3 separate regions of the Mus musculus genome follow, and regions 1 and 3 are each linked to region 2. A link is a contact called in public HiChIP or PLAC-seq data. All regions are on one chromosome and are shown on one strand. Each heading gives the region's core, a stretch centred on a gene start, on an enhancer-like site or on the middle of the called end of the contact. The rest is flanking DNA. Distances are from core to core; before and after follow the strand shown. Region 1 holds the start of Tnfaip8l3 (tumor necrosis factor, alpha-induced protein 8-like 3). Region 2 holds the start of Dnaja4 (DnaJ heat shock protein family (Hsp40) member A4). Region 3 holds the start of Elmod1 (ELMO/CED-12 domain containing 1).

Region 1 (4,840 bases), core at 295-2,794, 630 kb before region 2:
GTGAAATCTTGGTGCCTTACAGTCACAGAAACACATAGGCATGCAAAGGGTTCGTGCTTAGGAATAGCATCCACACCCATACACTACACCAAGCAGGAGTCCCTTGCACAGCTTTTGGAATCCTCACATGCAGATACCTCCCTTGCCGCCTACCTTAGCCCAGGGAGCCTACCTACTCTAAGTGAAGACCAAAGCCACCTGGAGCTGGGAGAGGTTTGACCCAGGGCCCAAAGCAGAGAATCTGGACCTCTGCAAAATGGAGATTAAAAAAAAAAAAGGTATAAACAAAACCCAAAAACATTTGGCTAGATGCTATCTTACCCTGATTCTTGAACACACGTTCCCTATACCAGCACCCGGTCTAGTAGACCTTCCCGAACTGGTCTCCACTCTTGGCACTCAGGTGTACCCTTGGGAAGTGTGAGGACCTGACTGTGTACAGGTTTGTGCTAGGAGACTCCCAACAGACAGTCATGGCCTGGTCTGTATGGCAAGCAAACTTTCAAGGCGTGCTGGGTGCACAGAAGGATGACTGTAGGTAGAAAGTGAGTGGTCCTGGACCCTGCACTCCAGGGAGGGGCCTGAAGGGCGAAGCCTGCAGGTGGAGGTTGGGTGAGTATGGAGGAAAATAGACCTTGGGTTGTGGGCAGCTTCCTCCTGTTGCTCAGTACTGAGGAGATACAGAAAAGGACATTCATTTCTCTAAATAAGCATCCTCCTATCCTATTGCTTGCATTCCTATTGATTATGGATGGAAAGCCGGTGGCACCTTTTAAAGGGGAAGGCCGGCAGCTCTGCGGGTCACTTTGGGGCCGCTCCTGGGGGTCCACCTCCCGCTAGCCACGCCACAGGAATGGATTAGCACTTCTGCACCCGCTTGCCCAGCAGTCTCGGAACCTCAGACATTAGCCCAGGCAGGAGCCCTGATCTACCCAGGAGTCTTTTCTTTCCACCGACTCTGAAGCGTGGTCTCACCGCCCCAGGATGGCAGACTAAGCAGCACATGGGAAGTTACTTCAGTTCGGTTTCCACTGCAAATTACAAGGCACAGATATCTCAAGCCCTCCTTTCCCCCCACCCCCACCTTGCAGTGCGCCCCAAGGCTTCCGCTGGAGACCCTGCCACTTTTCGATCGATCCACGGGCAAAATGTCCCTCCTGTCTCTCCGACACACCTAAGTGCAGTGGTGTGGGAGGACGCCTCAAACCAGTCCCCAGTCTCAGCATGGAAGGGTTCGGGCTGCTGGGGACCGGCCTTCTGCCCCACCGCTCCAAGAAATACTCTCGATTTCCTGCACTGGCCTCCCCTCCTCTTTAACCCCAGCCCTCCCGGCAGGGTTGCCCCCTCGCTACCTGCAGCAGTCCCGGGCTCGCCCTCGCTCTGCTCTCCAGAATCTGAATCCATACTGTGGGCTGCCGCCCGCGCATCCACCACCGCCCGCCTGCGGGGCGCTCCTGGCTCGGGTGGACGCGGCACACACGGTATGGGCTGCAAAGAGTCTGGAGCCCGGGCGGTGCAGAGTGGGCAGTGTGTGGCCAGACACTAGGGCCAGGGGGCGGCTCCGAAGAGGCCAAGCCTGCTCCAGTGGCCCGCCCGCCGCCCGCCAGTGCCTGCACGCGAGGGTAGAGTCCGGGTGCGGGGAGGGGGGGGGGGAGTGAGGGGGTGCTGGTGGCGAGTAGGGTGTAGGGAAGGAGAGGAGGAGTGTCCAGTGCTCCTGGCTGGGATTAAATAGCCCAGGTTCCTCTACACCCAGAGCCCTGGTCTGGGAGCCTGGTGAGCTGGTGGGGGGGAGCCAGGACGCTCCTTCTTTGGGTGTGGCAAAGTTTGCAAGATTGTTTAAGTACAAATGCACCTCTCTGCCCACTGAAAAAGGTGTATTGTTAGGTTTAAGGTTGTGAGGCTGCACGAGTTTTAGTTCCACTTCACCACTTGGATCCTTTTTGAGGAAAATCTGTGTGTCTGTTACCTCGTGTTGGGAGGGGAGCGAACAGTCTTGCAGGAATTTTGTGGGAAGTATAATGCCGGCTCCCCTGTGAAGGAACAAGCAGCCAGCCTGTCGCCTGGTGAGGAAATAAACAACTAGTCAGGTAGAGATAACTCCCGCAGTTCAGACTCCTCTCGCTGTGGGCGTGGCTTGTGGAGCTGGTTCTGAGAGCTGGGTGAGCGCCCAGCCTGATTTGGCCTGGAAGGCTGGACCCGCCCTGCCAATCAAGCTGCCAAGCCAAGTTTTGCCTCCAGCTCAAGAGGCATGAATTGATTTTTAGAACGTTTTCTTTTCTGGGGAGATGGCCTAGTGGGTAAGAACGCTTGGTGTTCCAGCGTGGGGGAACTGAATTAAAAAGCCCTGCATGGCCCCTACAGGTGCCTGTAAGCCCCGTGGAGGGCAGCTACAGGAGGATTTCTGGGACTTACTGGATGTCAGCCTAGCTCCAGGTTCAATGAGAGATCCTATGTGAAGGGAGTGAAGAATGTTGGACACCTGATGGCCTCCTCTGGCCTGAGAGCTGGAGAGGAACCGTTTCTTGCTGATGGGGTTAAAGGCAAAGTACAAAGGCTCTCAACATCCCCTTTCACTTTCTTTTTCACAAAAGCAATTTATTAACTAATCAAGCGGCCAAGGCAGGAAGGAGAAACACCTAATGGGAAAGTGGTCACTGTTGGTTTCTGAGTATCCATGAGCTTTCATGTATTCCTCTATTATAGGCTTTGAAATTCACGAAGCCGCAAGCCTGCTTCTCATTACTATAAACTTCCTACAGCAATTGCAAACTATTGACCGGAGAGAAAATTAATCAGGAAGAGAACGCCCACTTAAAGGTGCTAGATTCCCAGTGTATCCTCTGAGCACTCATTTTGTCTGAACTAACACCCAGAGATGCGTTAGGTTGAACCATTTGAAATTGTAGTTTGAAGATTGGAAACTGTTGAAATTTGGCTATTGTATAGATTCAACCTATTGTTGACCCCATTTCACATGGCCAGAATCTGGGTCTCAGGTCGTGTGTTTATGAGGGAGGACTGACATCAAGGCTGCCCAGAGTGGGCAACTACTATTTATTGCGGCAGTCCATAGATGTAGACCTCACAGAACACTATTAAAACTCTACTTTACGTTCTAGGAGAAAGTTTCCTGGAAGACCAAACTCAAACTCATTGGCTTTGGTGATAAAAGTTTTATCTATGCAAAAGAAAAAAGAAAAGAAAAACCCCTATATAAAATGTGTATTTGGGGGGAAATGGCCCAACCTCTCTGTCCCCTCCTGCGTTAGCATCTCCTTCACAGTCCCCTGTGAAAGAGTAAAAGTAGCGAGTGTGGAAGCAACTGCCCAACGATAGTACGTTGCTAATGTTTGATAAGGGGGGAAAATAAGTCCTTTGGTCTAATGGATCTCATTTAGAAACAAATAGATAAAAATAAAACCCTAATTTTTAAAAATAAAACCCTAATTTTTAAAAATAAAAGGCAAAAGAGGATGCAAAATTGGATACAAGTTAGAGCTCAGGAAAAAAACCAACTGGGTCATTTCAAATGTTTGCTGAGTTAAAGCTGATAACTCATGCCCACAATTCCAGCGCTGGGAGGCTGAGGCAGGACTGCCAGCCACAAGTTCGAGGTCAGCCTGGGCTGTATAGTGAGTTCCAGGTCAGACTCTTCTGCAAGGCAAGACCCTGCTTCAAAAAATAAATAAGAAAATAATCTTTAAAAGTTTGCTGTAGCCCCATCACAGAGAAAAATGGCAATGATGATGTCACATGACAGAGAATATTGGGCTTACAGGCATTCAGGATGAGGAACATGTGGCTTGGTGCCCAGCATGTTTAAGATGCTGAGTCAGTCTCTAGCACCACAGATCTCTCTCTGTGTCTCTCTCTCTCTCTTTCTCTCTCTGTCTCTGTCTCTGTCTCTCTCTGTCTCTCTGTCTCTCTCTCTCACACACACACACCCCTATCATCTCTAAATACCTACTCTAAATTTAACAACAGGAATGTTTTTTTTGTGCCTTAGACTTTGTTTTCTTGTACTTGGAAGGTGTGTTTTTGTTTTTATTTATCTGTATAAGTTTCATGGGCTGGTGCTTTGTTAGCGTTATGCAGATACAATCAATGTCTAACAGCAAAATAAACAGGAACCTTCTTGTGCCAAGATCAACAGAAAAGTCCTGAGAACACATATTTCCAACGCACATATGTCCATCCATCCCCAGACCTCTTCTGAATACCAGTTTATTTGAGCTCAGAGGTAAATGTTCATGAGTGTAGAGAAGGAAGAACCGATCACAGTGTCTTGAGAAGTCCACGAGACAAGTCTTTACATAGCAATCCCTATTTGGTTAGCTGTTCCCAGTCTCATACTTCTGCATAATGAGACAGATGTAGAATGGAATAGCATATGTGCTGTTAAACAATGGAAGAGAAAGATCCAAACTAAATAACATCTCCATTCTAGTTTCCTATGGAATGCAATCTGTTGTCACAGGACAAGACAAAGGGAACTGATTGCAGGCATAGGAGTTTAAAGAGAAATGTTAACAGAATGCACATTATCTGTGCCTCCAGATGGGAACCCTAGGGTTAGAGAAGGAAGCCCTTAAACAATATCTCGTGACCATCGCCCCATGAAGACAGTGAAATCCAAGGTGGATCCTCTCTTTACAAATCCATCCCGGCACTTTTTTTTTTCTTTAAAAAAAATGTTTGGGAACTGAGAGGGGAACTCGGTTTCAGCAGAGCCTTCCTGTATTTTTAGAAGAATGGTGTCACTCCACAAACTTGAATCTTGAGTCGGAGCATCACAAACCACCTTCTCACTGTTTCCACTACATCGCTGGAGCCTGGCAGC
Region 2 (4,828 bases), core at 1,425-3,924:
AACTGAAAGACAAACAAAAACAAGAGAAACAAAGCTAACACTTATAGAACTGGTGAGGACAGATTTTGGTCAGTAAAAAATTTTGCCAAGAGTTCCATATGAAGAGATTTCAACTTCTACTTGCATAAAAGAACCTGGATGTTTACAGAAAGCATGAGGGCAGAGGGAGAAGGATAGGAAGGGCTTATACATGGTCTGGGAGGAAGAAATTTTAAAGGTGTGGTTGGTGTAAACAAGACTGGCTACTATGTGCACTGTGAGCCTGCAGCGATCAGTCAAGTCCACCCTCTGAAGAAGACTTGGAGCCAGAGGCCCTAATCCCAGATGTGGGCCAGAACAGTCAGTTCTTTGGCAGGCCTGAGCATTTCAGGTAGGGATTTTAAGGGAGGTGAGGGTCATCTTAGATATACAGCTTTTACAGACCTAGACTGGAAAATGCTCAGAGGAACAGTGTAAAGGTTGGTAAAGGGAATTTTTTATCCATGTTTAGCTAAGGTGTAAAGATTTTTCTTTAAAAATTCAAGCCTTTAAATATAGCACTTGAGAGTCTAAGACATGTGGATCTCTGTGAGTTCAAGGTCTATAGAGTGAGTTCTAGGACAGTCAAGAATGCAGAATGAAACCTTGTCCATAAAAAAAAAAAAAGAAAGAAAGAAAGAAAGACAGAAAGACAGAAAACCCATCAGTCAGTAATACTATGCTGGGTGACGCACAACAGTACACACCTGTAACAACATTTGGAAGGCTAAGAACCCAAGTTTAACTAGCCAATAAACTGAGAACTCTGTTTCTAGGCTCTAACCACACCTGAGCCATCTTTCTCCCATGCCCCTCCTACCAATGCCACTGGTCCACAGAACTGAATCTGGGTAGAGCCGTGAAGCTGTGCTGTGTTCTTACCTCTAGTTCCAACACTAGACCCACTTGACAGGGGCCTGCACTCTACCTGGAAGCTCTGTAGTAACTGGGGTGTAGCCTGGAGTTTTAGAAGTTTTCAGATGAGCTAACTGCAATGCCTCCCATCTATAATCCCAGCATTTGGGAGCCTGGGGCAGGAGGATCCTAAGTTTAAGGGCAGTCAAAGCTATGTTGCAAGACCTTGTTTCAAAGGCAACAAAACGGGGGAAAAAAGAAAAGAAAAAAAAATGTTTCTAAGTGAGCAAGCCAGGTTCTTGTCAGGAGCTTTATAGCTATCATTCTCTTTGATCTTTGCAGATGTCCTGAGAGAAAGATGGGCACTTGACAGTGATCATGTCCCAGAAGTGGAGAAATAAGCCCGACGGCAGAGATTTGTGTAGAGAAGACACAGGAAAATGGAGTCACAAATTCCTGACCTCCTGTCCTGAATCTGCCCAAAAGTGACTGTTCTATAGGAGCAAGATCCAGAAAGTGGATTCTCATGTTCCCCGGAAAAGAAGCTAGCGGCTTGGCTTAATTTCTCATGGGTATTAAGTCGTTTGTATCCCTATTGCGCGCATGAAAGAGGAGCTTCAGCCACCAGATCAAAACCCAGGCCAGTGGACTCCAGGGAGCTGGCCAGGGTGGCTTCCTCTCCTGGATAAAGTGTTGCACCACGAGAAGCCTAAGTAGGCCAGAAGGGTCTGCAGTATTCTGATAGCGCTGCAGCAGCAAGTCCACACCCACATGTTTTGAGTAGTCTTAATCGTGGCATCCGTTGAAAGCAGCCTAGAGAAGTAGAAGATTGGACCGCCTGGTCTTGTAGGCTTCAGTGCCCGGTAGAGCTGCAATACTGGTTCGATGGCTCTGCCTTGGCCCATTTGTGCATTGATATGTGTGTGTATGGGGGTGGGGGTGGGGTGGGGATTCCCACTCCTGAAAAAAAAGAGAGATCACTGCTCATCCTTGAAAGACTTGGAAATAATGTCACTGTTCACAGGTGATAGACGTCATCACTGCTCACAGCTGGGAAACGTCACTCCTCACCCTTGGGGTACTTATGAGGTTTCCAGCTGTGGGCAATAGAGAGGCCAGTGTCCAAACTCAGGCCACCTAAAGGCCACTGTTCACATCTTCAAAGGCTAATGGTCACCCAGCCTTCAAGATGCCTAGGGGGAACCAGCCACCGCAGGATCTCGACGCCACCACAGAAGGCAGCCATTCACTCCAACACCCCCCAAAATGCAACAATCCAAGGCAGACCCCAGAGCACACCCCCGCAGTGACCGAACAGAAGGGGGCCACACCCCGAGGCAGAGGCCGGGTGGGGTCCGCGCGTCCGCTGACCTCCCAGTCCAAGCTCTCCTCTGCCCAGGGTTCGCGCACACGAGGCCCTCCTGCAGGCCATCGGATCCCAGAGCGACCCAACCCCGCGGACCCACGCAAGGGCAAGGGGACGGCCTCGGGGCGGCGTGACAATCGGCAGCGAACGACTTCCACCACGAAGCCCGAAACCTCCACGCCGAAGCCCCCCACCCCCGAGCACCCCAACATGGCCCGTGGCGGCAGTCAGAACTGGAGCTCCGGGGAGTCGGACGGCCAGCCAGAGGAGCAGACTTCAGAAGAGAACGGGTGAGCGCGCGCGCCCGGCCGGAGGACCGAGCCCCGGAGCCGCCGGAACCTCCGCGAACGTTCTGGGCCTATGTGGCGTCACGCCTCCTGGCGGAACCTTCCGCCGGCGCCGAATAAAAGCCGGCGGCGGAGGTACCGGCGGCTCGAGTGCGGCGGTGCCGGGAGCGCAACTGGGTCCCGGGCTCACGCTCGGGACGGAGCCCCGGGAAGCGGCCGCGACCGAGACGGTGACGCGCAGGCCGGCGTCGGGGGCACGGGCCGGGGGCGTCGGGGGCGCGCTGACCCGCTTCGTCCGCCCCACCCCGCAGAGACAAGATGGTGAAGGAGACCCAGTACTATGACATCCTGGGGGTGAAGCCCAGCGCGTCCCCGGAGGAGATCAAGAAGGCCTATCGGAAGCTGGCGCTCAAGTACCACCCGGACAAGAACCCGGATGAGGGCGAGAAGGTGCGGGGCCCCGCGGGGTGTCGGGGTTACGGGAGGACCCGGGCTGTGAATTATTGAAGGCGACGCAGAGGCTCTCTCCAGGAGCCGCGCCAGCCCGAGGGAGGCCGCGGGGCGCAGTCAGTCGGGGGCACCTAGCAAGGCTAGGTGCGGGGCGCCAGTGCCAGCAGCCATCCGCACCTTCGTTCGCTCTACAAGTGTTTCTGGAGCCCCTGCTTCCGGGCTGTGAGGACCCTGACGGGGATCCGTGCTGACCTCTGGGAGCACAGCTCTCTGAGGCAGCCCTGGCATTCCTGTGGGAGAAGACACCGGCAAACCAGAAACCCTGGCACCGGTGAACAGAAGCTATGTGCTTGTTGGGGACCCCCCCCGGCAGCGAAATATTGTGTTTCTGTTCCGCGTGTTGCATAAGCCCTAGGGATGAGTTCCTGTGATCTGACTTGTACCTTAGACAAACCCAGCGTCCCTCTTGAGAGGGACTGAGTGGATATGATCTGTGAGGGCCACCTCCTGCCTGATACAGTTTTCAGACACGGAATCATCACTTTTTTTGTCGTTATTAATCAGGGGTGCAGAAGTCTGTAACCCGACACATCTGCTTATAGTGAGAACTCCAGGTTTCCTGTGACAAATGACCCACGGTTGACCATAAGTACTGACAGATAATAGGCTGAAGTGCTCTGCAACTGGTGTCCTAATTTGAACCTTTTCCATCCTGTTTACAGAAATAAGGCATTCTTCATTTTGTTCCCAAAGCGGAAATGGCCCACCTGAATAGGAGACTCAAAGTACCAGCCATTGCAAGGAGAGTTGGCTAGCTAGTCTGTTTCACTTCTTGTCGTTTAAGAAAACAAAACAAACCCCCAAGGAAACCAAACAAAAAACCCACTTTGGCTGCCCCAGATGAATCTGGGGAGCCAGCGCCATGGTGGGAGCGCATAGCAGTCACACCTGGATCACTTTTGGAGCCGCTGATCACCCTGTCTAGCATTTAGACCTGGGGAAATGACACTCGGATCAAAATACCTGTCTGCATTAGTAATTCCAAGCTGGAGCAGGCAGACTGCTGAAGGTTGGCTGTGGCAGCAATGATAGAATATTTATATTTAGCCACATGTGCCGAATGAATGTGGCTGTCACAAGTTTAGAATGCCTCCCTGTAAAGACCATTATACCCATTTGTGTCCCTTCTCGTCTATATTTAGGTGGCTTACTGTAGCTTTTTAAGTCACCAGCTTTCTGTGTTGTGTTGGTGATTCACAGACTTGTTCAGTTCAGTTACAGATCGCTGACCTTTTTTGATATTTTTGTGTGTATGGGTATTTTGCCTGGATATATCTTTGTGTACCACATGCCTGCCTGGTGCCCTTGGAGGCCAGAAGAAGGTGTTGAATCCTCTGGAACTTAAGTTACAGATGGTTGTTACATTGGTGCTAGGAATCAAACCTTGGTCCTCTGAAAGAACAGCCATTTCTCCATCCCTCCATCTCTCCATCCTGCAGACACTTCTTTAAGGATAGCCTCAAGGCTTCTCACTTGTCTTCTGTTTCAGAAGGCAACTTGGGGGAAAGCCTTCCCCTCTGGTCTCATGTCACACCACAGTCACCAAGAGGTGGTCCCTGCTGTTTGCTTCCCATCTGAAATGAGAGTGCTTTTGCTGTGGCCAAGCTTTAAGAGCAGATTTTATTTGCCCTCTTCGCACAGCATGTAGTTCTCACCACCTACACACCTGCCTGGGCAGGTTATTTGCCCTTCTTTTAAACTAATATTTATTTCCAGCCAGGTACCCAAGGTAGTATCACATAACTAATTCTTTTATAAAGTAAGATGTGGCAGGTCCCTCTTTCTTTGCTGG
Region 3 (4,789 bases), core at 1,410-3,909, 720 kb before region 2:
TCTGCAGAACAGCATATGACTTCTGCTCCACTTTGTTTTTTCAACCCATAAGTGACCCAAAAAGGGAGGAAAGAAATGTTTTCATTATAGGGTTTCCAGAAGAAAAAAAAGTCTTCCCAATCCAAACTAAATTTCAGAGAAACAACTAATAATTTTAAAAGTATAATTCCAAGTATCATAGTGACATATTTAAATTCAAACAGTATCTGCTGCTGATTTGAAATTAAAATTTAGTGAAGCAACCTAAATTTTTATTTGCTAAATCCAACAACTCTAAAAATGATTAAAAAAAAAAAAAAACCTTGGAGGATGTGGGGTCAGCTTCATTGACACACCTGGGAGTTGTGTCTGAGCTCTGCAAACTTCCCAATTAGCCAGATTTTTACATCTGTGAACGCAGCTGGGTTTATTTCTGAGCGGTTTGGTGACTTGCTCTAGGAGATGTTGCCTGTTACATAATAGTTCCCTTATTTTGTTAATTCTATAGAAATGGAATTCCTTTATAATACCACCTATCAATGATTTTTCAGCACAATAGCACAGACATGTGACGCTGGTGTCAAAATCTCTTGGAAAGCTAGCATTCATATATGTTTTAGTTGAATCAGCAAGACACAATAGAGAAAAGGAGCAAATTTTCATTTCAGTTTTTTTTTTAAATCTTCATTAATTGAACACAGCAACACACACTGACCTCCGACTGGGAGAAGCAGCCTGGCAGGCGGAGGTGGAGCCTGTGATGTAACTGCGGTAGGTCTCTGTAGGAAGGACCTTTCCTAAATATGAAGCCTAAGTATGCAAACTGAAGCCCCTCCGCCTCCTCCTTGTGTGTGCAGACTTGCAAGAGAGAATTACTGTCTCTCTTATTCTTCACAAGAAGGCTTGAGTTCTTGGCCAACAAAAGAATTCCTTATAGATGGGTCAAGATTACCTATGTGTCTCCCACACACCTGGGGTTGGGCCGGGGGAGCTGACTGTCTGTAAATCCACCTTAGGATACTGACAACTAGGCAGTGTGTCAGTTTACTGGTTAATTGTGATGGCGCAACACGAGTTACGTAGTTCAAAGCGTAAGTCTGCTACAATCCAAAAAGTGCCCTGAAATAAAACATTATTTTGCTGTTTTTAACCTCAATGTCTTACAGAGAAAGCACTCATCTTTTCCCATAAGAGAGGGTAAGAAGAAATATCTCCTAAGGGTGAGGAAAAACAAAAATGTGTGCCTTTGGCAAAATTTCAACCAGATTGATCTCAAATGAAACTTCTAGGGAGAGAATGACCAAGACTGTTGTTACTCCGTGTTGTCATAAGACAACAAGGAACTATGACGTTTATTCCAATGTAGGCATGCTACTACCTGCTTTCCACCATATTGGCAATAGCAGTTAAGGACGGTTGTCAAGCGACCGACACAACATGCACACACTGCTGAGATGCAGAACAAAGCCTGGGTGGCTGCCTAAAATCGGTCTCTCCAAATGACAGCCCCAATTTATGACACCAGTCTAAGGCTTGCGGGGATTTGCGACGTCTTTTTCTCTGTTGGTGGGGAAGAAAGAGATGAAATTTGGAGAGCTCCAAGCAGTGGCCTGGGCTTCCATCTGTTTGTGCGGGGCAGAAAGGCTTACACACATATTCATTAAACTTGATCTGAAGCGAGCGAGTCTGTGAGGTCGTTTCTGAAATATTCATAAGGTCTGTTACCGGACTCGCCACTTAGAGGTTGAGCAGAAACACGACGAGGGGGAGCAGTTGGTGCCCACACTTGGAAATAAAGGCACTAGGAAAAACAGCACACCTCGCTCCACTGTTCCTGTTTTAACAGCTCCTCACGGCTGCTCTCCGCCCGCCTGTTCAATTGCACCTGCCCAGGAGATGCTCCAAGAGTGGAGTTTCCTGGAGTAGAAGGAGGTGCGCTCGCCAGCCCTGCAGACCTGGCTCAGGGTGGAGGCTCAGAGACCTCTGGTTTACAGCTCTGCCACTCTGCCGCCTGGCACCGCCCCGGGGCCTGACCGGCAGGACAGAGGGCTCCTTAGGGGCCAGGACCCTCCACTTGCCCCAGCCAGGCCGCTCTTTGTTCCCGCTTGGGATTCCTCCCTAAGCACCAGCAGTGGCGTTCAGTCGCTAGGCGACCTGCGCCCCAGGGACGCAAACAGCTTCCAGCGCTGACCCGCAGCGCCGCGGGTTGTTATTTCCCGGCTCACGATGAGAAAGAGGATTTAGTCTTGGGTGACTCGGGCGCTCCGGCACCCAGGTAGTGCGCACTTTCATTCACGTCCCCTCACTGTCCCCATTTATTTTGTACCCTACACACACAGGTCAGCTGCCACCTCTCTTTTTTCCAAGGGCATTCACCCTTGGCTCCTCTAGGGTCGCGACTCACCGGAGCAGAGACAGTGGTGGGCTCAGCAGCTCTGGGATCGCAACAGTGTGGTCTCCATCTCCGCCTTCGCTCCTGCTACGCACTAGCGACCGTGATCGCCGCGGCTGGTCCCCGAGCGGATGCTGGACAGAGGCGGCCGCGGCTGCCGCACTGGCTGCGGGCGCGGGAGGGGCGGGGGCGGGGCGGGAATCTGGGTCGCGTGGAGCCCTGCAAGCCGGGTTGCACCCTGGGCAGCGGGCAGAGAGGAGGCGACCGAGAGCAGCTGGGGAGGGCGTGCAGAGGTTTCCCTGGGAGCAAGACGCTGGCGGCTACTGAGCATGCTCAGTCGCGGAACCCCGGGGCGCGGGCGCGGCGGGGAGGAGTGAGCTCAGGCCCCCGCGCCAGAATGTGGGAAGAAAGGGTTAAAACTGCGCACTTGGCCGCAGTGGCCTAGTTTAACTGTGCAGGAGTCAGAGTCGACCACCCCTAAAGAAGTCCAGGGTTGTGAACCTGGGAAGACCTGTCAGTGGGATTCCTGAAGAATCTAGGGCAAGGAATGTTCTCCAGTTCCTCTGAGGTGGATTATCCAGAAGGCAAAGTTTGTTTTTAGTTTATTTGTTTTTTTACCTCCTCCCAATTCAGATACCCAACCCTCACTTGCTTTCCTGTGTGTTCTGACTCCCCCCAGGCATCCCCTTCCTCTCTTGATTCTTGGACAGGTCAGGTGAAGTTGTCAAAGAGCCAGTTCTTTAATTAGGTGTAACTGAGAGCCCCGGTGGGTCTTCCCTGGCCCAGGCCTGTGTTTCATCGAGGGTTTCATAAACAACAGCTCATTACAAGTTTAAGTATAATGGGATAAATTATAGATATCCTGGTCTGCAATTATTTGGGGGGAACACTGCCTTCTTGCAGTGGAATGGCTGAACTCCCGAACACCCACACCCTTCCTCAGTCCTATTTTCGGTTTTATGTAGAACGTCTTCATAGATAAGAGTTTCCGAACAACACAGGGAAACTGACTTCTTCAAAAGGCTTTGATTTTGCTCGTGGTGTTCCGATCTTCTGGTTTACCTTACCCTTTCCGTTCCCCTTCATGACGACCTACTCACTCTCTGTGATCAATGTTACCTTCTCTGAAACGTGGCTGCAATACAAGTTAATGCCTGGCTGTCAGAGATCATCTGGACACGCTGCTGTCACATAGTAGAGTTGGTTACTGCTGTATAAGAAGGTCAAACAACCAAGCCAACTGTTTTGTGCAGGCACGGAACAATGTGCTGAGAAAACAACAACAAATAAGACAGACAGGTTTTTCTCCTCAGAGAATTTACAATCTGTTGAAAACGACAGGCAAGCCAGAATGGCGGCAGCACTTGGGAAGCAGAGGCAGGTGGATTTCCTGAATTTGAGGGCAGCTTGGTCTACATAGTGAGTCCAATAACAATCACAAAACCAGAGAAAGGCAACAAATACCTAAAATGGAGAGTATTATCAAGAATAAAGGTCAAGTTGTTTTTGACTTTGTGTTACCCATCAAATGAATCTACCGAGACTTGACTTATCTCTGAAACAATGGATAATAATATTAATAATGGCCTCAGGCTAACCAAAATGTGTGGGTCCTTGCTAGTCTGTTGTTAAACCATTGATTTTTTCCCCCTTTCATTTGATTCCATCAGCTAAAACTGTTCTAATCTCAAATTATTTGTAGGAAGAACTTGCCATCCCAAGTAATGAGTAGGAGGCGTGTGTTGTGGGAGACAGAGCAGTTGTATTGTATCTATTATCTAATTGGAGGAACAGTATTTGTTAAATGGCCAAAGTCAACCGAGATTCCCAAATCTCATGAGTCTCTTCTCATGTATTATCTGTATTTACAGAAATAGTTATTCTCCAAAATATATCATTTGACTCATTGCACCTTCCTGCTGTCTGGATTGTGTAAGTATTTCGCTCGATCCTGTTGTTGTCTGAGCTTAAGAACCAGCTCTCCTGAAGCTTGTTTGATTATGGGTGTCCATGATGACTAATGACTAACCACTTTGACACTGTATAATGTGGGCACCTCCAGGGTTAGATCTCATTCATCTTTTTATTAAAGAACTTAGCAGATGACTAGTGGGTGGGGGATCCTCAGTGAGTTTACCGACTACAGGAATGCTGGGCCTTCCGACCACATTCTTTTTAACAGGTCTTCCTAGTAACCGTGGAATAAATTCCACAATCATGACACTTAACTTGGCCCTTGCCTGGTCTATGGATTTTTCCATTAGCCACAAATTTACTTTTTTTTCTTCTGGGTTTTGAGTTACTTTTGGATTTAGAAAAGAAGAAGAAGAAGAAAGAAGAAGAAGAGGAAGAAGAGGAAGAAGAAGGAGAAGGAGAAGGAGGAGAAGGAGAAGGGGAAGGAGAAGGAGGAGGAGGAGG

Evidence for each region. HiChIP or PLAC-seq counts read pairs in DNA pulled down with a chosen protein or histone mark.
Region 1: an H3K4me3 HiChIP or PLAC-seq map of embryonic stem cells shows a contact between it and region 2, with 3 times the contacts expected there. The contact joins the promoter of Tnfaip8l3 here to the promoter of Dnaja4 in region 2. A contact is called at or near these places in 3 of 39 promoter capture datasets (liver, pre-B cells and stem cell-derived epiblast-like cells) and 1 of 115 datasets of contacts at active chromatin or transcription factors (embryonic stem cells).
Region 3: an H3K4me3 HiChIP or PLAC-seq map of embryonic stem cells shows a contact between it and region 2, with 4 times the contacts expected there. The contact joins the promoter of Elmod1 here to the promoter of Dnaja4 in region 2. A contact is called at or near these places in 4 of 39 promoter capture datasets (embryonic stem cells, frontonasal cranial neural crest, pre-B cells and 1 more), 2 of 484 Hi-C or Micro-C datasets (embryonic stem cells and epidermal suprabasal cells) and 2 of 115 datasets of contacts at active chromatin or transcription factors (embryonic stem cells and forebrain).

The regions. Positions count from the first base shown.
Region 1 is chr9:54,066,867-54,071,706 of GRCm38.p6, forward strand. Tnfaip8l3 (tumor necrosis factor, alpha-induced protein 8-like 3) reads right to left here and starts at 1,545. Exons shown (of 2, transcript NM_001033535.3): 1 at 1,353-1,545. The coding sequence starts at 1,404.
Region 2 is chr9:54,696,885-54,701,712 of GRCm38.p6, forward strand. It overlaps Dnaja4 (DnaJ heat shock protein family (Hsp40) member A4), which reads left to right and starts at 2,675. Exons shown (of 7, transcript NM_021422.4): 1 at 2,675-2,976. The coding sequence starts at 2,845. It overlaps Gm46113 (a long non-coding RNA gene), which reads right to left and starts at 1,836. Exons shown (of 2, transcript XR_001779175.2): 1 at 901-1,836; 2 at 1-2.
Region 3 is chr9:53,972,642-53,977,430 of GRCm38.p6, forward strand. Elmod1 (ELMO/CED-12 domain containing 1) reads right to left here and starts at 2,660. Exons shown (of 11, transcript NM_177769.4): 1 at 2,384-2,660.